Linked DNA regions of Mus musculus: regions 1 and 2 are each linked to region 3. A link is a contact called in public Hi-C and HiChIP or PLAC-seq data. All regions are on one chromosome and are shown on one strand. Each heading gives the region's core, a stretch centred on a gene start, on an enhancer-like site or on the middle of the called end of the contact. The rest is flanking DNA. Distances are from core to core; before and after follow the strand shown. Region 1 has its middle 27 kb from the start of Gm40742. Region 2 has its middle 44 kb from the start of Gm17745. Region 3 overlaps Cfap54 (cilia and flagella associated protein 54).

What was found. Hi-C and Micro-C count contacts between places; a contact is called where the count stands out from the background. HiChIP or PLAC-seq counts read pairs in DNA pulled down with a chosen protein or histone mark.
Region 1: a contact with region 3 is called in an H3K4me3 HiChIP or PLAC-seq map of bone marrow-derived macrophages, with 8 times the contacts expected there. The contact joins two enhancer-like sites. A contact is called at or near these places in 12 of 484 Hi-C or Micro-C datasets (B cells, ECoMG myeloid progenitors, the G1E-ER4 cell line and 6 more), 8 of 115 datasets of contacts at active chromatin or transcription factors (bone marrow-derived macrophages, cardiomyocytes, effector CD8 T cells and 4 more) and 2 of 9 other capture datasets (adipose tissue and liver).
Region 2: a Hi-C map of the N1E-115 cell line shows a contact between it and region 3, with 20 times the contacts expected there. The contact joins two enhancer-like sites. A contact is called at or near these places in 1 of 39 promoter capture datasets (the C10 cell line), 17 of 484 Hi-C or Micro-C datasets (the Ba/F3 cell line, ECoMG myeloid progenitors, ECoMG-derived neutrophils and 12 more), 7 of 115 datasets of contacts at active chromatin or transcription factors (the 230-238 cell line, CD8 T cells, DN3 thymocytes and 4 more) and 2 of 9 other capture datasets (adipose tissue and liver).

Annotation. Positions count from the first base shown.
Region 1 is chr10:93,401,764-93,405,925 of GRCm38.p6, reverse strand. No RefSeq gene overlaps it. Among named protein-coding and RNA genes, the nearest start is that of Gm40742, 27 kb to the left of the region's middle. Within about 2 kb of position 2,880, at least 63 of the 459 cell types and tissues checked have an H3K27ac peak or open chromatin away from gene starts, as enhancers often do. A contact at or near this core is called in bone marrow-derived macrophages and effector CD8 T cells, where this site is marked.
Region 2 is chr10:93,377,999-93,382,298 of GRCm38.p6, reverse strand. No RefSeq gene overlaps it. Among named protein-coding and RNA genes, the nearest start is that of Gm17745, 44 kb to the right of the region's middle. Within about 2 kb of position 2,053, at least 3 of the 459 cell types and tissues checked have an H3K27ac peak or open chromatin away from gene starts, as enhancers often do. A contact at or near this core is called in the Ba/F3 cell line and the N1E-115 cell line, where this site is marked.
Region 3 is chr10:93,047,964-93,052,514 of GRCm38.p6, reverse strand. It overlaps Cfap54 (cilia and flagella associated protein 54), which reads left to right. Exons shown (of 68, transcript NM_001347060.2): 6 at 4,438-4,551. Among named protein-coding and RNA genes, the nearest start is that of Gm40739, 25 kb to the left of the region's middle. Within about 2 kb of position 1,399, at least 80 of the 459 cell types and tissues checked have an H3K27ac peak or open chromatin away from gene starts, as enhancers often do. A contact at or near this core is called in the Ba/F3 cell line, the N1E-115 cell line, bone marrow-derived macrophages and 1 more, where this site is marked.

The DNA.
Region 1 (4,162 bases), core at 1,631-4,130, 350 kb before region 3:
GGGACCCACATGAAGACCAAGCTGCATTTCTGCTCCATATGTGCAGGGGGCCTAGATCCAGTTCATGTATGCTCTGGTTGGTGGTTCAGTCTCAGGGAGTGTGAGTCCAGTTGTCTCTGTTGGTCTTCCTGTGGAGTCACTGTCCTCTTCAGGTCCCTCAATCCTTCCCTCAACTCTTCCACAAGACTTGAGCACCATCTAATGTTTGGCTGTGGGTCTCTGCATCTGTTTCCATCTTCTGCTGGGTGGAGCCTCTCAGAGGACAGGGATGCTAGGATCCTGTCTGGTTGTCGCTGGCAGCAGCTCGTCATGCCCATCAACCCCATCCCATGGGCAGAAGACTTGGAATCAACCAATAGGGAAAACGAGAGCTGAGTACCAGCATTCACACCCCCCAACACACCCCCTGCTGCCTGACTGTGGACGGAATGTGGCCAGCTGCCTCACAGTCCTGCTGCAGAGAATCCCCTGCCATGGGGAACTGCATCCTTTAGATGGAAGCCAAAGCAGACTCCTCCTTCCCTAAGTTTCTTTGTCCAGTCATTGATCATAGCAATTAGAAAAGTAGCCAATATAGCAGGGGTTAGTATGTGCTTTGTGAGGGAGTGAACAAGTAGGTGGGTGTTCCAGTGTCAGGACATGGCCGCAGGTCCGGTGTCAGTAGTCCAGGGTGGCCTAAAGGGATCTGTCTGACTTTGAAGGTGAATGTCAGCACTGCCTGGCTTTGCCTAGAGGTGGTTGCTGTTGTTGTCGTCACTATTGTTATTTTCATCATCTTCATCATCATCATCATCATGACGCTTGGCTACAGTTTGGGGGAAAACCACAGAAGTAAACTTCTGTTTTCACAGCGTCATCTCATAGATGTGTGACGTTTGGTTTGGTTTGGTTTCTGACAGTGGATGTTGACCTTGATCACAAGGCTGGGGTCCTGCTTGTCAAGGTTTCTGCTGTAAAAATCCTCCCATCCCTTCCCCTCCCTTCTACTCTCTTTCAACGCCGCACTCTTTACAAGGTTACCATTCTTTATAGCTCCAGCATATCAGACTGCACCATGACTCTTTGAGGTGAAGGGATCTGTATCATCATGGAGGGCTCCAGTCCTGGGCCCACCCCTGGCCATTTTCATAGCCTCTCCTTTACTTCTCTCCCAACAACAAGGGAAAGAATTTCTGAGGGTGTCATCCCTGGTCTCCTACTCACCGGCAAAGTATTACCACGTCTGACCTCCATTATTTGTTGAAGAATAGGGATTTTATGACCACTATCTTTTTGCTGAAGAATGGGGATTTTAGTCCAAAAACAAAACAAACAAACAAACAAAAACAACCAGGAAGGACCTAATTTTTAGGATAGTAAAGATGGGTTCCGGCTTACAATGGTCTTCCTTGGCATTTTTCACTTTATGATGTGAAAGTGCTAGACAACCCACAGAAGCTAGATACTGAATTTTGCTCTTTTTCTTGTGAATTTTCAATATTTACTTATTTTTATCCTTTGACTACTTCATACCTGTTTATAATTACTCTTAATCCATTTCCCTGTCTTGTGCCCCATCTCCTGCAGAAATCCTTCTTCTTTCCAACAATCCATCCTTCTAGCTCCATTTATTTTGGGCGTGTGAGGCCTACTGAGTTTCCTCAGGGTCTCCTGCATGAGCATGGTTGGAGTTGTTTACTGGAACATGGTCAATTTACCACTGGGGATATGTGTGTGGGGTGTTTGTGTGTGTGCAAGCATGTGTGGATATATGCACACATATATGTTTTATATTTATATATGTATATACGTATATGTGTATATATGTATATATATCACTGGATATAGTTTTTCAGTGATATATATTTTTTCAGTGATGTATATATTACTGAAGAAAATGATACTTTCTCTTCAGGCAATATTAGCTGTCAGGGAATGGTGGGGCTTCTTGGGCCCCTCCACCATCCATGATGACATGTTGGCGGGCCCAACTTTGTGCTGGTCTCATAGAGTTAAGTGCAGCTGCAGTGTGGTAGGAGTGCCTCAGCCAGGTCACGTCCAGAGGACATCATTTTGCTGTGCCTCACTTGAGTTTTGATCTATTCTTGGATTGTTGATATTCTGCATCATACTTCTTCATGCTGCTTGTCACAGCAAGTCACAGAAAGTCACAGCTCATAGCCGTCCAATTATAAAGTTAAATGTAGGGATAATCTCTCATGTACTACATGGAAGCATCAGCTGTCAATAGAAATCTGGTAGCCAATAAGCTGAGGCAGAAGGTGGGACATCCAGCAAAGAGAGAGGAACTCTGGGATATAGTTAGTCACAGGAAAAGATTCCCACCTGGACTTGAAAGTCAGACATGTGAAATCGAGGAGCGGTAACTAGCCATGTGGAAGACATAGAAAAGTATTAAGATACAAGCTAGTCAGAAAACAAGCCTAGTTTAAGGCCTAGGCATTTACTCATTAATAAATAAGATTCTGAGTCATTATTCAGGAACTGGGGTGTGGGTGGAAAGCCTGAGTGGTTACATCTAAACACCCAACACTATGCAGCGTACTGTACTGCTCAGCAGTGACATTCAGCAGTTAGGATTACCGAATACATTATCAACCTGCAAGTGATGTGTTGGAACAAAACACCATCCTAGGAATATCTATAATGTCCTGAATATTGAATGGATCCAGCATTATGGATAGCTAATTCTAGTTTGTTTTTTTAAATAGTGTATATATTTTTTAAAGTTAAGCAATGTGAGCTGAATTCTGCCCTCAGTTGTTTTATAAGCAAGTTTCTAAACGTCCCCTAAGTTTTTGTTTTGACAGCAAAGAACTAACTGACACTTCTTCCTGCCTGTGTTCTCCAATGACCTGTTCCAGCCCCAGGCAGCCCACAGCCGTTGTGCAAGACCTTCAGTCATTTTGACTCCAGGAGCAGAAAAGCCTGGAAGGACAGACCACCCTCCAGAAGAGGACAGTTATATTATGATGGCAAGGAGTGCCTCTTGAGAAGGAGCTTGCCTCCTCAAGAAATAAGGACTCCCTTTGATCACTTCACAGAACCAACACAGTGTGTGGCCACCCAGACCACATCCTGACCAGCGTGGCATGAGCTCAGGGTGTGGAGAAGCAGGCATCAAGATTACCATAAGAAAGAAGGCAAATGCCTTTATCACATAGACACACACAGACACACACACACACACAGACACAGACACACACAGGCACACACATGCAGACACACAGACACAGAGACACAGACACACACACACACACAGACACACACATAAACATACATACACACACACACACACACACACAGGCACACACAGACACACACAGGCACACACATACAGACACACACACACACACACACACACACACACACACACACACACCACCTTCACCACCAGCAATAAAACAGAGCAAGGTGGTGAAGTTCCCAGATGTGAAAATGTGGGAGAATGTAAAGGACCTATAAAGGATCAGGGCCATGGAGGCAGAAGACTGTGGGTCTTTTCCAGCTCTCCAACCCCTTCCTCAGAAGTGTCTTTCTCCTTCTTAAGGAATTGTCTATAAACATATGTATACGTAAATGTACATGTATATACATATACGAATGCATACACACTTTACAGCACCAAGACTTATAGATAACTCATTCCCCCGAGCATCCCACCCCCACCCCGCCGGCCAAATCCTTTCTGTTTAAGCCTGAAGCTTATGTTGGCATCCTGGAGATGAACTCGGGTGACTGAACCTCTTTTTTCTTGTGCTTGTTTTTCCAGGGCATTCGCCTCACCCTGCTTTTCTCTACTGCTTGCTTTCCAATTGACATATTGGGCTGGATGATTAGAGCTTGGCGTATTAGGGCTGCTGACTTGTGGCTTTTACCCAGGAAACTCTTTGACCACACCCCTTTCTATCCAGAGATAACCAGTTAACATTTGAGGAGAAAACTTCCTAAATGTGGAATATAAAAGCACATATAGGCATGCAACTGTAGATAAAATCAGAAACATACAAAAGTCAGGTACTACTGTGCATCATTATTAATAACTAATTATTAATTAATTGACCATGAACATCTGTTACACTTAGCCTGCTACAATTAACAACATAAGCTAGGCGGTTTAAACAGCAGGCATTTGGTTTCTGACAATTCTGAGGCGAGGCTG
Region 2 (4,300 bases), core at 804-3,303, 330 kb before region 3:
TTCACCTGCCTCCACCCCCATGCACTGCACCCTGCATCTCATGGTGGGCTGATGGAGGTAGCCTGGTGAGGCTCCATATTATCTCCAGGGTCTCCTGCAGGTGACCACAGGTGCTCTGACTAAAGATGCCCTAGCAACTTACAGGGTTTCCTTATGGAGCTCAGGCTGACCTTGCACTTGTAATCCTCCTGCCTCAGCTTCCTGAGTTCTGGATTACAGGCATGTGCCACCATGCCTGTCTTTGTTTACTTATTTCCACAGTGTTTTCATAATCAAAAAAATGTATCCTTTTATGTTTCAGTAATATTGGTTAACTCATATCCAGCATCAACATGTACCTGGTACCATTTTTATCAATTTTATATGTATTAAGGCACTTACTTATCTGTAAGCTACTCTAATTTCTATTCTTCACATACCACAGCACTGAGGAACAGTAGCGTACCTCATTCCCAGTAGAGTTTTAATAATATCAGCAAAACAAAAAGATGAACAAAAAATTAAAGTAATTGGGGCTAGAGAAATGGCTCAACGGTGAGGGACCCTTGTTCTTACAGAGGAGCTGGGTTCAGTTCCCAGCACCTACAGGGCATCTCCCTGCCTTCTGTAACTCCAGCTCCAGGGGTTCTGACACACTGTGTTGGCCTCCACTGCCTACAAGCCATACACATACACACATTCAGGCAAACACTCGTACATATAAAATAAGAATAAGCAAATCTTTATTGAAGACTGTAATCCTAACACTCAGCTATAATCACTGTTAACATCTGGTGGGAATGGACATCTATAAATCAGATATGGGTGAGGGAGAGCAAATATCAGCATAGTTAGGGGTATGCTCGATGTTGTTTTAGTTTTAAATTAAAAAAAAATTTTAAATGTTAGTTTAAAAATTAAAAATTTTAGATTACATTTTAAATTTTTAATTAAAAAAATTAAAAATTAAAATGAATCTCAACTTTGTTTTAGTTTATTTTTTCATCACTGGCAGGAACAACCTAGAAGAAGATTTATTTTTGCTCTCAGTTTCATGGGAGATGCAGCTGGGGCTCCATCAGTGCCACTGGCAACTTGGCCAAGCAGAACTCCTTGTTTCCTAATCCTCTGAAGTGAACAGGTCACACTGGGTCACCTTAGCATCTCCCCTTATTATACCTCTTTCCTGATCTGGAAACTTGCAAGCCCAGACTCTTTGACTTGGCATAGGATGCTGCGGCCCGTTGTCTTAAACTCCTGTCTCATCACCTTCCCACTTTGATGCTGTCTCTATGACTTATAAACTGTGGAACGCTCTAGTATCACTTAGCCCTGTTTCCCCTCAGGACCCTCATCTGTCTCAGAAGGATAACAACCACAGTGATGTCACTTGATTCTCACTCGGACGTAGTCATCAGAGACCAATCAATGCTCAGGACATTAAAAAAAAAAAAAGTTTTCCCACAAGGCCAGATGGTAGATACCTTTGACTCATCGGGTCACAGCCTCTTTCTAAGATGACCAACAGCTAGAATCTGAATGTTTGTGTCTCCCAAAAAAGTGTCTAGCCCTAGTCCCCAAGATGATAGTATTGAGAGGGGGACAGGATGTTTGGACACATGAGTGGAACCCTTATAAGAGGGATCCCAGAGAGCTGTAACCTATTCCACATTGCAATTACACAGTGAGATTACATCATAGGTATGAATCTAAAAGCTCTTACCAAGCACCTAATACAGGTGCTTTGAACATCCCAGCTTCGAGAAATGTGAGAAGTAACTCCCTATTGTGTATAGGCCACTCAAATTATGGTCCAGCAGCTCCAAGGGACGAGATAGGCAGCCACAGACAACACAAAAAAGAATGAATATAACTGGTCCACCAGTGAGATTTTATTTATGGTCACAGAAATTTGCATTTCAAGTCATTTACATGTGTCATGAAATCTTTCAATCTTTTTTTGGGGGGGGCAAGGATTTAAAAGTATAAAAAACCTTTCTTAGTTCACGGAGAGTCGGTTACAAACACAGGTGCTGGACTAGGTCTGGTAAACAAGCTAAAGTTTGCTACTCCTGGTTTCGAACACCACCGGGCACACAGGAAGAGCTTTACAAGTCTAAGAGAAGCGGTTACAAGAAAGGGGAGGGACCAGGACCTGGGATGTGACAAGGAGGTGGGAGTGGGACAGATGTGTCAAACAGAAGATGGGCTAAGGACCCACCATCCTCTGAGCATCTCTCTCCCTTGTGGGGAGCGGGTGTGGCGGCAGTCCCAAAGGCGCCAGAGACTGCAGCTAAGTCATATGACTTGCACCTGACTTCCTCATATAAGACACGAACATCTTGAGTGCTGCGCAGGTGTACCAGGATTCAGGTGAATCCAATTTGGTGGAGATTTGCCCCTGCTGCCCTGATTAGCTGAAGCTGCGTGCCTGGTGAGGTGGCGTGGCCTGCTGTGCGTGGATGGGAACTGAGAGTATATAAGAGTGAGAGGCCCGGGTTAGAGGGAGGATTATTATTCGAGAGAGGATTGTTATTATAGGGAGATATAAACAAGGGAGATATAAACAGGGGAGATATAAACAAGGGAGATATATAGAGAAAGAAGAAATAGGACTGAATAAACGTGTGCAGAAGGATCCTGCTGTGGCGTCGTTCTTGCTGGCGAGTTGGGGGCGCGCTCGACAGTTGGTGCCGAAACCCGGGACAAGAAACATCTTCAGGCAAGAGCGAAGACCCCCTGCTACAGGGAGGATTCAGAACTGCATCACGGGGAAGGAGCAGTTAATAAAGGTTCCCGTAAAACAGACTGTTGAGAAGGATCTGGTGTGGATTCAGAACTCTTCAGCTGGGGAACGGTACTGATGAAGAGAAAGAAGAAAGATGAAGACTGAATAAACTGCTGTTAGAAGGACTGGTGGTCGCGTCGTTCTTGCTGGTCGAGAGCAGGCGCGACAATTGGTGGCCCGTACGGGGAACCGACTCCCCCACCGAGTTCAGAACTTTCAGCAGTCAGTGGTTGCCGGCAGGGTAAGTTCACGGTGAGTGAAACTTGTGACCCCAGGAGTTTGGGAAGGACCTCGGATAAAATAGAGGTGAGCATAAAGTTGCCAGGAAGCAGGCACAAGGTAACGAAAGGTTCCTGGTTTTGGGATAAGTTAAGGTTCCTGGTTTGGGGACAAGTTAAGGAACTATGATAACCTCAGTGTAGTGATCAATAGATCCTCGCTGTGTAGTTATGCTTTTTTCTCCCATTGACCCTTTGTGGGTAGGTCTGATAGTTTTGGTCTTGTTTGTTCTGATATATGGACTCTGTTACTGTTTGAAACTGTGTGTAGAGGCAGTCAAGACAGGTCAGAAAATCCTTATAGAGCAACAAGAAAGTATGTCGGAAGAGGAGAAGGGCTTAAAAAGAAAAAGAAAAAGAAAAAGAAAGGAGACACAGTGTTATCAGGTGGTCAAAAAGGACAAAATAAAAGAGCCGAGGTGGAGGAGGAAGGCAAATTAGCTTTTGTGCCGCCTCCCTATGCCTCCTCAGCAGCCACCTGTAGGTGGACCTTCTGTCCGGATATTTGGAGAGGATCGACCAGATCAGGTGTTGACGTGGGCGAGAGGGTCTGTTTGTGTGTTTCCACAGGATTAGACGGAACCTCTTTGGGTGCCGGAGAGATTGGTGAGACGCTGCAAGAATGAGGCTCCTGATCCAGTTGCCCCTGTGGATGTGGTGGATGATCCCACAAGCACAAAGGATGGAGCCAAGATGAGAGATCCTTTCGGTATTCCAGAAGCCGATACCAGCTCGACATGACATTCAAATTTTTCCACGCTTTTTGATCCCTGAATTCCCCTTAAAGAGATAGCCCCTCTGGCTATCTATCCCTTGCTTCAGAGAAGATGAGCGGGGATGAGAGCCCTGGGATGTATGCTTGTTATAGTGTGTGTGTGTGTTGTGTGTTTGGCACATGTGTTAGGTGCAGAGTGTGCAGGCCCGCACTTTTGCCATGGTAGCGTAGGCTTTTGCTGCAGTGGAGGCGGGACAATCTCCTCAGATTCGGTTTGCCGCTCTAAAAGAAATTATGCTGCGTTATGCCGTGGGGTGCGAGGCTAAGCACTGCACAGAGGATAGCTTGCTGTTGGCATCCTGTGGAAGGTATGTCTGATTGCATGAAGGTTCAGTGTCCTAGTTCCCTTCCCCCAGGAAAAACGACACGGGAGCTGGCCAAGACCTCTCTGGGTGATGAGCCTAAGGGATGGTTTTGTGTAGGGCCCCTATGCTTGCACACTGGGGATCAGACCTCTACCTTCACCCATGAGGCTTGCTT
Region 3 (4,551 bases), core at 150-2,649:
CTCCCAGTACAGGACTTAAAGACACATACCACCGTGCCTGGCTCTTTGATGGGTGCTGAGGAGTGAGCTCAGGTCATTGTGCTTGCATGACACTTTACCATTTTTCCAGTCCCTGAGTTCAAGTCTGTAACTGCATGAGACAGAAATAGTACTAGTTACCCAGTACTCTCGGTGTCATTCTTGGCTGACTTAATCTTCTAGTAATGTAGAAACCAGGCATTATGGCTGCCCCTCATTATTGCTGCAAACCCTGCAACATTCTGAGTATTGTGGAAGGGTTTGGCATGCATAGCAATCCTCACTATAGTCTTTTGAGGTAGAGATCATCAGTACTACTACTACCAGGCAGTGATATCCTCCTCCTCCTCCTCCTCCTCACTCCTCCTCCTCACTCCTCCTCCTCCTCACTCCTCCTCCTACCCCCTACTCCTCCTCACTCCTCCTCCTCCTCATTCCTCCTCCTCACTCCTCCTCCTCACTCCTCCTCCTCCTCACTCCTCCTCCTCCTCACTCCTCCTCCTCACTCCTCCTCCTCCTCACTTCTCCTCCTCCTCACTCCTCCTCCTCACTCCTCCTCCTCCTCATTCCTCCTCCTCCTCACTCCTCCTCCTCCTCACTTCTCCTCCTCCTCACTCCTCCTCCTCACTCCTCCTCCTCCTCCTCATTCCTCCTCCTCCTCACTCCTCCTCCTCACTCCTCCTCCTCCTCACTTCTCCTCTTTCCTCCTCCTCCTCCCCCTTCTTCTCACAACCATCACTACCACCACCACCATATGGACCATAGTTCACCCACATCCCATGTATTCTGCTAAGTACTTTCATGAATCTTCTCACTTGATCCTCATACCAACACTTTAACAAGGACACCGTTTTCACTAAACTTTCAGCTGAGGATGCAGAGGCTAAGAAAACCGAGCTTGCTCACAATTACCGGTGTAGATTGCAGCGTTCTGAGGCCACAGTCACAAGAACCACCACACAACTAAAGAGCAATGCCTATCCAGTCACTAAATCGGCTCCTGGCTTGCCTGTCTTATTCTGGTTTACCTACTCCAATGGAGGAACCGTGTGGAGGGACAGATCTTTTTTTTTTTTTCTCTAAAATCCCAAAGACCAAGACTGATGAAGGGCTTTTCTTCAGACAGAAGCCACTAAAGCACTCACCAGTACATGCCTAAGCAGTACTCCCGCTAACAATCAAGAGACACCTTTGCTTTGGATCTTCTGAGGCATCGTAAGGGGCAGTCTGGGACTCAACAAACGTTAAAGAAGACACTAGCAACAGTATGGACTTATGCTTTGCTTTCTGGTGAAGTATTTGGCTCACACAGCCGTTAAGCCACTCCCGTATTATTACTTAAATCTCAAGTCAACCTTGAAATGGCTCCTGACATGAACCTGTGATACACGAGGCTACACTGCCACCCTGTGGCCGAGTTAGTTTATTGTTTTTTTTCCCCCCTGCTGACACCTGAAGCAAGCTTTTGTGAGGTCCATGATTTTAGATCCATCTAGATTTTTAGCTCTTTGAAGTTTGATTTTCCTGTGAAGAAAATTGTCCTGTTTTAGTACATCTACTTTATTAATAAAAATAATTATTTCTTGCCTTTAGGGTTAGAGAAAAAAATGTTACTTGCCCCCCGCTTCTCCCCCCAGTGGCTTTTCATCTCCAGACTTGAAAGCAGGTTTTCCGGTGGGTTTTGGCACACTCCTCTCCTTTGTCAAAGCTTCGCTGAGTGGTGGAAAGAATGCTGCACTTAGCAGTTCAAAGACTTGAATTCCAGCCCCAGTTCACCTCTTTCAGAAACAGTTCAGACTCTGAGTCAGATTAGGTTAGATTTAACTTAAGGTCCCTTCTGGCAATGGCAATATACTCTCAGGGCTCTCTCTCTCTCTCTCTCTCTCTCTCTCTCTCTCTCTCTCTCTCTCTCTCTCTCTCTCTCTCTCTCTCAAACCCCAGTGTAACGATGAAGAGAAGCTGACTTTAGTTTGAAACGCGATTTTTCTTTCTTGCTGCGGAAGCTTTGAGGGATTTTTGCAAAGGCCTGTTGATTTGAAGAGGGTATTTACACAGACTTTTACACCATAGCCTCTGAACCACGATGATCCCGAAACAGGGTTGTTGTGGGGCAGTGGGTGCGAGGGAATAGGAGGTTCTGCTGATGCTGGCAAGGTAAACCAACAACCTGGGCCGCAGTGGCAGAAGGTACCACCACGGCCCCACTGACTTGGCAGTGGCCTGTCTTCAGAACTGGGCCTGAATCTCCTCACTGTGGCCACCCAGACACCCTAGAGAAAAGCCTCTGAACACTAGCCGTGCTGGATGAGGGAGATGAAGTTGGAAGAGTTCTACAGGGACCCGGAAAATTTATCTCGGAGACAGATCTAGCGGGGAGCACAGGCTGCTTGGGTATTTTCAGGTCCTTGGACGCCTGTGTTTGGAAGTGAGTTGTGCATTGCTTGGCACTTTCCCAGAAGACCTAGCTAGGACTGCGCGCCGGAAGCCTATTTAGGTGGATTTTAGTTTAGATTATGAAGTTGTCATTTTCTCGTGTTAAAAATCGCCCTATGCTGCCATGGTTTCTTGTTACCGGGATAGGAACTCTTGGTAGGGATGTCTGGTGCTGGTGGTGTCCGTGGGAAGAAAGTTAGGGGAGCCTCGAGCCCTACCACTTCAATGATCGCCTGAAGTATTTCCATAGCCAGCTTGGTGAGCTACCCCTTTAGTGAAGGTCTGTTTGCTAGTCAACAAGCATTTTCCGTGTGCCCACTACTTGCCAGGTGATATGAGGTTACCATATGATTACAATATGGTTACGATATGAGGATGACTCACAGGCTCCCCAGTCTAGTGGAAGGAGCTTAAGTTCCTGCCCGTGGATGGTAGAGCAGATTTGCACACTGCTGTTAAATCCTCATCTACATCCAGTAGTTTCTTTTCCTCTGGAATAGAAACTAACTAGACAGGGGAAAATTCTGCTCTTTCCTCTTCTGAGCCTCCACAGCCAGCAGCCGGGCCTGACTGTTACTTCTGTCTTTCTCAGTTTTCACTATTAAACACCACATGAACCTGATGGGTTTGCTCCATCCACAAAGCCATGGGGCCTTTTGGATGCAGTCCCCTTTCAAGGCTGGTCATTGATCCACTGAAGAAATTATTCTTTAGTTATTGAAGCCACATTTTCTCACGGGCAGAGACGTTTTGCTCTGCTGTCCAAAGTTGTCGTGACTTGAGGATCCAGGACTCTGGTCAGCTTTCCTATGCTGGGCTCTGCTGTTGCCATTTCCGGAGCATTCTGCCGAGTAGTTTTATGTCACCTTGACACAGGCTAGAGTCGAAGGCGAGGAGGAAATCTCAATTGAGAAAAAGTCTCCATAGGACTGGGCTGTAGGCAAGCCTCTAAGGCATTTTCTTAATTAGCGATTGATACGGGGGCGGGGGTGGTGCAGACATTGTGGATAGGGCCACCCTGGGCTAGTGGTCCAGGGTTCTATAAGAAAGCAGGCTGATCAAGTTGTGGAGAGCAAGCTAGTAAGCAGCACCTCTCCGTGACCTCTGCATCAGCTCCTGCCTCCGGGTTCCTGGCCTGCTTGAGTTGACTTCTTTCAGTGATGGACTACAGTGTGGAAGGGTAAGCCAAAGAAACCCTTTCTTCCCCAACTCACTTTAGGTCATGGTGTCTGATCCTAGCAATAGGAGCCCTGACTATGACAAGTACTTAACAGAGTATTGAACACTACCCCAGCCCATCATTCACACTGGTTCTTGCTCCAGAGCAGCATGGCTGGGCTGTATTAAAGTACCCATTGTACAGATGAGACGATTGAGGTCTGGAGAGACACTGAGATGTGAATGCAGCCTAAATTTATTTCAGTCTGACTGTTCCAGCCTTTTCCATTTTCCTGGTCCTCCTAAACCAAAAACAACACAGCGCTCGCTTCCACAGACCAGCTAGCAACTTTGAGTTGTTCCTAGACCAGAGCTTACACTTGAAGAATATTGCTGAAAATGAGCTCAGCTCATAGGCCTCTTAAGGAACTATTCTAGAACAATAAAGGCTCTATAACAGCTACTCTGAGATTTGGGGCTCTCTCAACTTAAATTAAAAACAAAAATTCAGGGGGCAGGGAGATAGGCTCTTGGTAAGTGCTTGCTTTACAATCATGAACTCCGGAGTTTGGTTTCCTGAACCCACATTTATAAAGAAGCCAGGCACTGGTTCTATATAGAATTATTCCTATAATCCCTGCACAGAGAAGCTGGAGACAAGCATATTCTAAGGACTAGCTGGCCTTTTGTTTGTTTGTTTGTTTATGGTCATTGATGGGAATAACCAATAACCTGAGCTCAAAGTGTAGACGTTGATGGTTCTGAGAAATATCACTATGGCTGGTGTAAGAGATGAGAAACCATTCAGTTGTGCTTTCTACTTCCCAGGCCTTGGAGTTCCTGCTGTGGGCCAGCATGTGCATGGAGTCCTCTGTCCCGCTCCTGTCCATCAGGTACCTGACATGGAGAGCCACTCTCTACACTGCCGTCTGCCAGTGCCAC